Linked DNA regions of Rattus norvegicus: region 2 is linked to region 1. Evidence: chromatin contacts called from public HiChIP or PLAC-seq data. All regions are on one chromosome and are shown on one strand. The core of a region is the stretch at or near the end of the contact, and the rest is flanking DNA. Distances in the headings are between cores, read along the strand shown. Region 1 overlaps Bach2 (BTB domain and CNC homolog 2). Region 2 overlaps Bach2 (BTB domain and CNC homolog 2).

Evidence for each region. HiChIP or PLAC-seq counts read pairs in DNA pulled down with a chosen protein or histone mark.
Region 2: a contact with region 1 is called in an H3K27ac HiChIP or PLAC-seq map of oligodendrocytes, with 15 times the contacts expected there. The contact joins two enhancer-like sites. A contact is called at or near these places in 2 of 12 Hi-C or Micro-C datasets (the Rat2 cell line and psoas muscle) and 1 of 1 datasets of contacts at active chromatin or transcription factors (oligodendrocytes).

The regions. Positions count from the first base shown.
Region 1 is chr5:51,526,082-51,531,694 of GRCr8, reverse strand. The region is part of intron 1 of Bach2 (BTB domain and CNC homolog 2); the gene reads right to left. Among named protein-coding and RNA genes, the nearest start is that of Bach2, 15 kb to the right of the region's middle. Within about 2 kb of position 2,909, at least 10 of the 93 cell types and tissues checked have an H3K27ac peak or open chromatin away from gene starts, as enhancers often do.
Region 2 is chr5:51,729,688-51,735,300 of GRCr8, reverse strand. The region is part of intron 3 of Bach2 (BTB domain and CNC homolog 2); the gene reads right to left. Among named protein-coding and RNA genes, the nearest start is that of Gja10, 65 kb to the left of the region's middle. Within about 2 kb of position 2,825, at least 16 of the 93 cell types and tissues checked have an H3K27ac peak or open chromatin away from gene starts, as enhancers often do.

The DNA of each region.
Region 1 (5,613 bases), core at 1,660-4,159:
AACACCTACTTACTACAGTTGGGTCAGGGTCTATCTAGGCACCTTTGCATTTAATTCTGGAAACAAGCTTTGAGGTGCTGTTTGCGTACACTGTAAACTAGGGTGGAGGGAGAGGATTTGCCGGACCCCCTGAACTTGGAGGTGCAAGAGGCTCCTGGCTGATGTCAGTGGTCTAGACAACATCAGCTTCATCTGACAATGAAGGCCAGAGGTCATTGGTTAGTGCCATTAAGCCCAATGGTATACAATATATTGCCAACAGATATGACAGTTGGTCTGCGATTATCAGGGACAGCCCTAAATTTTTCAGTACCTGCCCCCAGCTCCTTTTGAGAGCCGTCAGACCGGAAGCCAACTGCTTGCATCTGACGTTATTAACACGCTACCGACTTCTAAAACGTCATTTTATTTACACGCATCTTTATTTTTCTACACATGGGTTTAGCTAAGAACTGGTCCCTAACTTTTGGGATTTTTATACATAGCTATTTCGGTCATTTTATGTTAACATGATAGTTTCGGTTTCAGATGACATTTTCTGTACTTTTCCTTGTGGTTCGAATTCGGAGGGTGTGAAGGAATTGGTACCTAGGCCTTGACTCATTTGTGTCTATCAGGAGTACATATGTAAATACACACGGTAAAAAAAAATGCTCGCCATCGTGCACACTTCAGTACAATCAAAGCGGACACCGGCGATTTACGAGCTTATTGTAGTAAGGAGAACCTAAGGAGATGGTTAGTAATGTTATATGCAGTTTTGAATTCATGGTGAAAAATCTAACCTAAGTGCTTCAAACTATCAGAGTACCTCAGAGAACCCTAAAAAGTTACTACTGAGCAGAACGTGGTAGGGCACACCTTTAATCCCAGCACTCAGGAGGCAGAGGCAAGCAGATCTCTGTGAGTTCAAAGCCAGTCTGGTCTACAGAATCTGTCTCAAAACAAACAAACAAAAAAAAAAAACAACAACAACAACAAAACCAAAGGAACCAAACCAAACCAAACTAAACCAAACCAAAGCTAGTAATGATGAGTTCGTATTAAATAGCTCTAAAGACTGGCACTCTCGAAAATGAGGTGAGGGAAGGAGCTAGCATGCATGCGCGCTCTCTTTCTCTCTCTCTCTCTCTCTCTCTCTCTCTCTCTCTCTCTCTCTCTCTCCCCCCCCCTTCCCTCCCTCCCCGCTCCTCTGTTTTCAACACAAATAAATAATAAATAAAAAAACACTGACTTCTACAGGTCAACGCCAAACGTTTCCCTTGTGTGCCTTTGAACTGTGGTTTGGCCTCAGGAGTGACTTTGACCATGACTGTTTGCAGAGATTCCAAGCACAAATGATGTCACTGTGGTCTTCTTGGCTTTCCTTTTACTCTTTCCTGGGGGAAACTAAGCCAAGGTGCTAACATTTTAAGCAGAGGTTGAAAAGACAAACAGATATAGAATTCTACACAGGTAGAATCTGTATAAAGGAGATGAGTGCAAAAATTTAAAACAGTGCCAACAGGAAAAATAAATGCAATTTTTAGAGATATTAATATAGTCCAAGCCCACTTTGCTTAGTAGATTATCTAAGCAGCCAAAGGGTTCTGTCTCTGTTTAGTTTTAGCGACTTTCTAGAGAGCAGTGGAATGTCTCAGGAAAGTGAACGCATGAGCGGGCCCTTAGCATCAAGCTAAACACCGGAAACGGGTGCCACGTAATTCTTATCTTCCCTAGCAAAGGAGGCAGGGGCCTGCCAGAGTGCCTTCTTCGTCCCCCAATATGTTCTTTTGCTGAGCAACTGGGCGCTTGCCTCAGGTTGGCTGGACTACTGAGGTATGACATAAGGATCTCGAGCGGGGCGATGTGCATGCCACACTGTATGGGAGACAGGGACGTCAACTAAGGCACATCACCTCACACTGAGGCCTTGACTACTGCAGGGTAGGAAATGCCGTTACCCTGAAGCACTAACCTCCCAGGAGCTGCCATCCCTGGGTAATTGCTTTCCTTAAATGAGCCTTTAGTATCACTGCATGTAACTACAAAGGGCTTCAGGTCTGAAAACCTGTCCACTCATCACCCAAATGTGACTCCCTACTAATTGGCTTACTATTCTCAGCAAACATTTATTACTCATTAACTATGGGGAACACTCGTTTTAGGGAAGGAAGAAGCAGAGATCTACACTAAAAACACTCTAAACATCTGTTCCATGACACTGCAGAGAGACTACTCTTTACTCATATATTGAGTAAGAAACTCTGTGCTCCACATGGTATTTGCTTTATATTTGAATGCTTTTGCCTTCCCCTGCGCCCCTCCCTGTCCACTGGTGAAACTGTTTGGAAAGGGTTAGGGGTATATAGCCTTTGAAGAGGTGTGTCACTGAGGGCAGACTCTGAATCAGTTTCAAAAGCCCTCTTCTATCCCATGGTCTCTTTCGCTCTCTGCCGCATGCTTGTGGATGAGACATGAGCTGTCGGCCCCTGCTCCAGCACTCCGCCTGCCTGTTGCCATGCTCTCAAGTGTGATGGTCATGGACTCACCCTCTGAAACTTGTAAGCTCTCTCTAATCCCGCTTTTCTGTAAGTTGCCTTTGTTTCATCACAGTGATAGAAAAAAAAGTAAGACCCTATGTGTAGACAGGCAGAATGCTAGAGTCTGAGAGACTTCAGGGATGATCTGCATTGTTGAATTCTTTGTGTATAGAAGTTGTGTGCATAATCTGATATGATCTACGAACCCTTCTCCCTCCAAATGCCTACCATCGGCAAATGCTTCTTTGCCTCTTGGCATTTTAAGCACTGGGAGAAGGACTCTGATCTAATGCCACGGCTTCATTTTCCATTTGGAGGCATCTCGTTTCCAACACAGGATATGACTTGCTCACAGCCACTCAACAGAAACCATGAGCAGAGTAACCTGGTTGAAACCGAAAGACAGCGACACCCAGCAACGGACAGGCAATCAGAAGCCAGGCTTGTGGTGCTGCCAGGGAGGGTGAAAGGTGAATGTCTGGGAAGGAATGCATTCTCTATGCTCTGGTTCTAGCAGACGTCCTGACTGGAAGGACAGTAGACTTTCTTTAACTTGCCCTAAGTCCAGGACCCACCCAGGGCTCAGTCTGCCTTGTCCAGGCCTTGTCTCAGAAAATTTGTAAAGACCTATTCAACCTGGACATTTCCAGAAAAGGAACAAGTGTGTCTCTGCTTTGGAGAACTCTACCCAGAATTCTAAAGAGCTGTAACTGAGTTATGTCCTGGACACTTAGTAAGTATTCTGAATCAGTGACCATCGTCCGTGTACTTAGTAATAGTCCACCGAAGACTTGACAAGCAGCAACCCTAGAGACCTATTCCATGACTAAACAAAACTTTTCCCAACCATTCGATCAATAGACTCACAGGGAGGTGGGTTAGTCTTTCAAGAACTGAGATGTCCTGGAGCCTCACATTAGCAAATGTACGTTAAATTCAATCAAACAGACAGACATTCTTTTGACATGGCAGAAAAGAAGTGTTAACGGTTTGGGGGTTAATGAGACCTGGATTCTAATATCCAATTTACTTTATATAGACTTAGGATATTAAGCTTGTTACAATAGAGACCCCTCATCTGAAAAGCAAGAGTAATCGCCCACATTGCAAGCCTTAAAATGATGTTATCAATCATCTACGAAGGCCAAGTCCTAGACTGTTCACCATAATTGAGACTTTTTTTTTTTTTTGACCAAAAGATGGGTTAGAAGTCATTGGGTTAAAGTTGTGCTTTTAAACACAATAAAACATCAACACAGTGGTTTCCTGACATGGAAGTTTGTCACTAAAATCTTAAACGCATGGGTTAGCATTAGTGTCTACACCCTGCCTACTGTGTTTTCAGACCTCGCCTGATCATCTTCCCAAATCGCTCTTGCCCTTTCTTCATGGGAAATAGTCCATAAGTAAATTACTTTGAGAAACCAAAAATTTGCAGAAAAAAATTTTCCAAAGTCTTTACCTTTTATTTATTTATTTAAGAATAAATCCTATTCAATCGACAAATCCAAATAATAGTGATTCTAGATGTGGAGAATTCACGATTTGTTATTGTAATTGGAAAGGAGGATACAAAGTAATTACTTAGTCATGGGTAAAACGCACATTCCACTTTCGAAATAACTAACCTGACAGGAGAGACAAGACTCCTGGAATTAAATACTAAAGTCTAGCCATTCAAGATAATAAGCACAGCACGTTACATAATTTTACTCTGAGTCACAATATCCTTCCTTCCCTCTTGGACATATATCAGTTTTCTGTAATAATTGAACGTGAAATTAGAAAGTTACTGTACTATAAGAAATCAGTTTACGAGCTGAAATTTTAGCAAAGAATAAAGCTACATTAATTTGAATTTTGCAAGTTTCACAAGGAGAGAAAATATCCATTAGCGGTGTGGATGAAACTCCCTTGAGAACATGTTAGACTCCAAAGGAGCAAAACCATAAACAAACGCACATCCTCCCCTGCATACTGATACCTGGAGTCACCATGGAGAAGAGAGCTAATGGAATCCCCAAGCTTGGAGATGCTCATTCCCCTACAGCACTGTAAGGTATGAGACCCTCTCTGAGGGTGTCCTCAGGATCAAAGAAAGCATGGGTACACTTTCCTAGAAAGATGGGGTGCTTGACTACATGGGTATGTAACTACAGTCATCTAGTATAACCAACTGCCATTCATCCAGGGAATGACTACATTTCCCAGGCTGCCTTGCATTTGGGTAGAGCTGGGTGGTCAGCTCTGACCAAGGAATGAGAAGAAAAGATTTGCTGGGCTTTGATCATTCAGGATTAAGAATCAAAGGTTCTTTCTTCCTGCTCTTTTGTGTCCATCATCCAGATGAAGATAATTGCATGCCTCAACCAGTAATGGTGTCAAGGGTTAAATGTTTCCCCCTTTCTCCTCCAAATTCATATATCAAACACTAAGGCACAGTGTGACCTCTCTGGAAATGGGACTGTCATCAGGTAAATTAGTTAAGATTAACTCATACTGGAATAGAGGAGGCTCCTAATCCCGTATGACCATTATTCTCATAGAAGGGAAATTTGGGGCCTGATGTGTTGACACTTTCCTATAACTCCAGTACTCAGAGGACTGAGGCAGGGAGATCATTGTGAATTCAAGACCAGCATGATCTAGCCAGCAAGCTCCAGGCCAGCCAGAACTACACAGTGAGATCCTGTCTTAAAGACAGGAAGTGCAGGGCAGATAGTTGGACCCAGGCACAAACACAGAAAGACGAACTGCAAATCAAATCAAAGTCGGCCGAGAAAGAAATCCAGACTATACTTCAGGCTCACGACCTTTAAATAGCCCTGCCCTCAACTCAGCCCTGCTTGACATAGTTCTGTTCAAGCCACCCAGATTGGGGTGCTGGGCTACCAAGGCCTGAGCAGACCAACACAAATGGTAAAAGAGAAGATGCCTGGAGACTGGCCCAGAATTCCATCACTTCAGAATAAGAGCGCACTGCTGATCAAGCACCTCCATGGTACTGGGCCAGAAAGGAAGCTTTTACTCTGTTAGGTCATCCAAAGTTAGAGCTATTTGTTATCACAGCAAACATCACCCTCTATATGAT
Region 2 (5,613 bases), core at 1,576-4,075, 200 kb before region 1:
CTGGGAATTATTATGCAAGAGCTCTTTACTCATAACTCCCAACTGGGAAAATACCTTTAAAAAAAAAACCCCAACTTTAAATAAGGATATCCAAATATCCTGAAAATGAACTCTTGTCTTTTGCTGAACCTCAAGAACACCAGGTGGTCTCACTTTGGGTGATTCAAACCATTTCTGAACATGTTGTTAAAGATGCAGATTAGGGTTCTCACCATACTCAGGGGTGTTCCAGTATTTTGATGGACCTGTAGTTACTAAAGGTGAAAGGCAAGAACTTAAGGAGCTACAATGAAAACCACGCTGTCCGGCATGCACCATTCTGCAGTAAGCATCTGGTGTATGGATGGCAGGAGCCATGGGGCTCATTCAGTACATTTCAAAAGCAGCAGCAGTCTTTCAGTGTGGCACAGCTTTGAAAACCTCAACTGAGCTAGAAAGTGTCCAGACAGCATTATTATTTCATTCTGTAACCAGTGTGGAAGACTAGGGCTTAACAATTTCTAGGTTGGGTCATCACTGTAGGGAAAATGTAAGCCAAATCAGAAGTCATGGCCAGTTCCCCGCTCACACGTGTGCTCTTTCCTGATGATGCCTTATCTCCCCTCTCCCTTTACCTCCACGAATCTCTGTGGAGTGTCAATCAGAGGAAGGCTGGGGAATCTCTGAATGAATGCTCTGGGCATAATCTGCTTGAGAAGGGGCTACTTGTCTTTCTGCCTTTCTTGTTTGACTTCCAAAATTCCCTCCACCTCATCCTTTTGGTGTTTCTGGTTTTCTTTTCTAGTCATACTCAGCCCTGCCACTTCTAGACTTCTAGAATTTACTGAACTGTACTGAAGCAGTCTGGACCTTACTTCTCAATAGTCCTATGGCAACGGTACCTATGGAAACCGTGGAGGATGGAGGGGGTGACCATCAGCAGAGAATGAAGGGCCAGGAGAAATCTCTACAAAGGAGGTGCCAATTCAATCGGTGCCTTCCTTTTTTTGACCTGGGCAACAGACGCTACTAGCAGACCATCACGTACATGTAATTTCCAGTGTTCTTTCATAGCATCTGAATATTCCACATTATCTCTCTAGATAAGGAGTACTTCAACTTAAAGTTTTCATGTGCCTCCTGCACGGACTATAATGAGAATTTGTTAAAAATATGCACGGTGAAAGATGATTCTGTAATTTTTAGAAGATGATAACACCGCACATCAGCAAAAGGTCACACTTTTATATCGAGTCAAATACTACTGTACTGGACAAAGGTTAAATGACAGGAAACCACCGGATCATAAAGAAATGCTCACTTCGTATTTTTTTTTTTTGGTGCAGGAATTCTGAAGAAATTAGGTAACTTGCATAAATAGGATGTTACTAGTTAACCAGCACAAAATATTTGAACATTTATTACATTGGGTCATAGCGTAAACTTGACAGAAGCAAAAAAAAAAAAATAAATTCGATCGTGGAGGAACTTAGAATGCACAGAAGAAACATGAAACAGGTGTAGAATGGCTCACCCATCCATTGTTAAGGTCCCTGGAACAACAGATGAGAGAAAGGGGGTGAGTGTGTGTTGTCTAGCACACTAAGTTGCAATGGAAGCAGGCTGAGTGATGAGAGAACACAGGACTAACACAAATCAGTCACCACTCTGCATACACAGTGACTCTGACCTTGGTAAACACAAAAGAACGACCTCGTGGCTTTCTAGGAAAAGACCTTCCACAAACACCCGGGTTGAATATCCTTCTTCAGTTAAAGAAAACCAGCACCCTCTACCCACCTAAACACCAAATGGCTGTCTTGAAGGAGGCAACGGAGCACAAAGGAACTCCTTGGGAAAGCCTGGCACTGCGCAGGAAGCCACAGAGCAGAGCAGATGGGTGCTCAGAGAGGACACACTTCATCAGAGCTGGAGGTCAGAGGGCACCGGCCTGCCCGGAGGGTGAACTGCGTAAGCGGAACTGTTACTTTTCTCAATCTGCTAAGTTTAGAAAACTTTACATTTGGGCAAGCCATTCTAGGTCAGCATGAAAAAGTAAAGTCTTTTCTACGGTAAAGTAGGAAAGACGGCGTGGTTAGCGGGCAAGATATTTTGGAAAGTTTAATGGGGAAAAGCAACACACGGTGGGCAGGCAGGATTAAGACACTACGCAAGAAAGAAGGGAGCAGGGTCAACCTTCGGAAGACCAGTGACGTACTGGCTTTCCTCATAAAGAGTATGGGCCATGATGCTGTCCCACTGTCACCAGGGGAAGCCGTGTGTCCTGTCCCAGGCCTGTGTGTTGAAAGGAAGCACAATGTGGCCAGGCTCTGAAGAGCACTCGCACTGGCTTTTGGAGGGAAAGGGGTAGAGTCTGCTCCTCACCATGACATAGGCCAGATATTTGAAGACTTCGTCTGGTGCATGTTAGGAACAGGATACCAGAGGCTTTATTACTGCCCTAGACTGGGTAATGAGGTAACTAGCACTATTAATAGACCAGCACATTCATACATGGTTCTGTACGTCCTCAGGCAGACATTTTAAAAAACCGTAGTATCAAGTGCTTTTTTGGGCAATGCCTTTTCCCCTACTTTTTCTGGGAAGCATTTCATTCCTTAGAAAGGATGCCAAGTTCATTTCTTTCCAGTGCCAGTACTGCCTCTCCTCACTGAGTCAGGCTACACTGCCAATGTGAGGAAAAGATTTTTGTTTCTGGTTTCCCGTGGATTTTCTAAAAGACTGCGCTGAGCTGGACGGTGGCTTTGTTTAACTGCTCAGACCCTCACCACCCAGGCGTGCAAATCCTAAGTGCGTGCTTTTGCTAAAGGAAGGCCAGGCCAGGAGAGGGAGCAAGAGAACACAAGATATTCCTATATCTGGGTCACAAGGAAAAGTCAGAGGATGAGGTTGGATGGGGCAATCTTTCTCTCTCTCTCTCTCTCTCTCTCTCTCTCTCTCTCTGTCTGTCTGTCTGTCTCTCTCTTTCTCTCTCTCTCTCTCTCTCTCTCTCACACACACACACACACACACACACACACTTGCTCGTGAAATTCAAATGCTGTGCATTTCTGGGGCTGCAGAAGGGACTCTGAGCGTGTTGTTTGCCCATCACCTAGCAATTTTTTTTTTAGTTGATTACTGAATGCTGGTCTTTAAGGGGCTTGTATCAGAGGAGGAACTTTATGAGTTGCCAACTCGACCGACTACTAACACCCAAACTGTACAGTCACTCTGTAGCTCTCCTGGCTCACCATCACCACAGCATACAATGATTCTGGAGCGAATGTGCCAAAGGAAGATATGTCTGGATTAGGTTCACAGGCTGAGGTGTCACTCACCCAGGAAAGGCTATGTGTCTCTACGGGGACAGGGTTGGTGATGACCAACTTTACAAAGCAGAGTACACTTCCTTTAACAAATTCATCCTTGCCACCATCTTCTGTGGTTCCATAGAAGTCGTATGCTTGGGGGACAGGGTGTGTGTGTGTGTGTGTGTGTGTGTGTGTGTGTGTGACACAAAACATTAAATGAAGATGGAGTACCAGGCTAGAGAGGCTCTGCACTAACGAGACAGGACGAGTCAGCAGAAATAACAAGCAAATGACAGGTAGGATGTAGTAAATGTATAAAGCTGCTGGTGGAAGGGCAGCTAACACTGAGGGAGGGACACATAGGCTGCTGGAGCCAGCAGAAAGCAATGTGCAAAGACACAGGGGAGACTGGGGTCCAGGGCTTCTGGGGCAGGACTATGTCAGTAGGAGAGGAGGAGCTGTGGTGCTGGAGAGGAGGGAGCAGAGGGCAAGACTGGGAAGGCCAATTCTCAACCACAAAAGAGGTTGGCAGACTGTGGGCAGGCACTGCAGGGTGCCAAGCAGAGGGGCACTAGGGAGATCATACTGACTGCATTTGGGGACCAGCCTAGGCAGGGACAAATCAGTCACGGAAGTCCAGGAGAGCTCCCACTGTGGCTAGCACAGAGGCAGCACTGGAAGAGCACAGGGCTCAGGATGGCCCTGAGGAGGAAGACTTGACAGTCTGTTAAGAACAACCTACAAGCCAGTTCAAGGATGGCTAACGCAACTTCACACTGTTTCCAATTAACCGGAGTCGCCACCTAGACACCTCTGACATTGTTTGACATGAGCTCTGGCTGGACCATGTAGGCTATTTTACCATGTAGTGGCTGTAACAGGAAATGTGCAGAGATTTGCACACAGCCAAGACAGACAAGTGATGGAGGACATGGCGAAGTCCTATAGCCTCCAGCTTTCTTGAAGGACCAGCCATTAAGGCCAGCCATTCATTTTGTGCTATAAGAGTACTGTCAGATATAGGAATTGTACAAACAAATGAAGCCCAAGCTCCCATGGGACTTGAGGATCTCCTCTTCCTTCCCTTCTCTCTCTCTCTCTTAAAAATTTCAAGACAGGGTGTTACTGTCTGCCTCTGCTGGTGTGGGATGCTATGTAAACCAGGCTGACCTCAAACTCAGGGAGATCCACCTGCCTCTGCTTCCCAGGTGATAGGGTTAAGCCCTGAGCCATGAACCTGTTCTTATACTAAAACATTAAACAGACGAATGGAATTTAGGTGAACTAGCACAGTCAGATGATATGTAGAAGGTAGTAGCCATTGCTGCTGTATAGACTTCGAGCTTCAAACTGGGTTTTCTGACTCCGTCTCATGCCTCCCTCTCCAAGGGAGGTAACTGAATCTAATAGGTCAGTCAGAGTGGTTCCACCTCGAGATGCTCTCATCAAAGCTGCAGATCCACAGCCATGTAGGTACTACATGCACAGGGTTTAGGGACCAGGACACAGGCAGCTCTGGCGGGGCAGGGGGATTGTCCTGTTTATCGCTATGATTACTATAACACTCCTGAGGTGTCAGGTGTCTTCTGAGGACCCAGACAAAAGTGGCTTCATCTAAGTTTTGTTACCCCCAAAAAATCCCTTCAGCGAGGTGGCTTGAATTGTAGAGAGGCATTAGTGGGTGGAATGAGAAAAAAAGGGAGATGATTTATTCCAGTTTTGGGTGTTTTCTCTTACTGTCGTAAATTGTACCCCTTCAACATTATTCCTTATATAAAACTAAATTCCTAGCTCAGGCTCGTGATGCCTTCTGTGGGAACCTTGAGCTACAGGGGGTGCCATTCACCTAGGCTCCAAATGTACAGCTGCCTGGCTGGAGACCCCGGACTTCGTTTCCCCAGCTGTTAAAAGAACAGATGATTTTATTTTCTTACTGTTATTGTATTACTGTTTTCATCTGTGATGTGAGGGTTTAGAACCTGGGCCACGGAACCAGGCTGTCCAAGATGCTATCCAGTGTTCTCTGTTTAGGAGCTGACCACGTCAAGTGTAACTGTAGCAAGTTAATGAGCCTTTCTTTCTTTTGCCTCAGTTTTCTCATTTGGCCTGTTGCAACTTAGTATCACAATCCCATAGAGTCCGAGTGCTAACTATGCTTGGCAGCACCCATCACACAGTAAGGCGACTGTTCAATAAAGGCTGCTATCACCCCCCCCCACCACCACCATCAAAATCATTATTTTCAATAATTATGAGACACACTGGATATACGAAAGACAAACAACAGCCTGTTTCTTTAGTGCTTGGTCACATGTCTTTT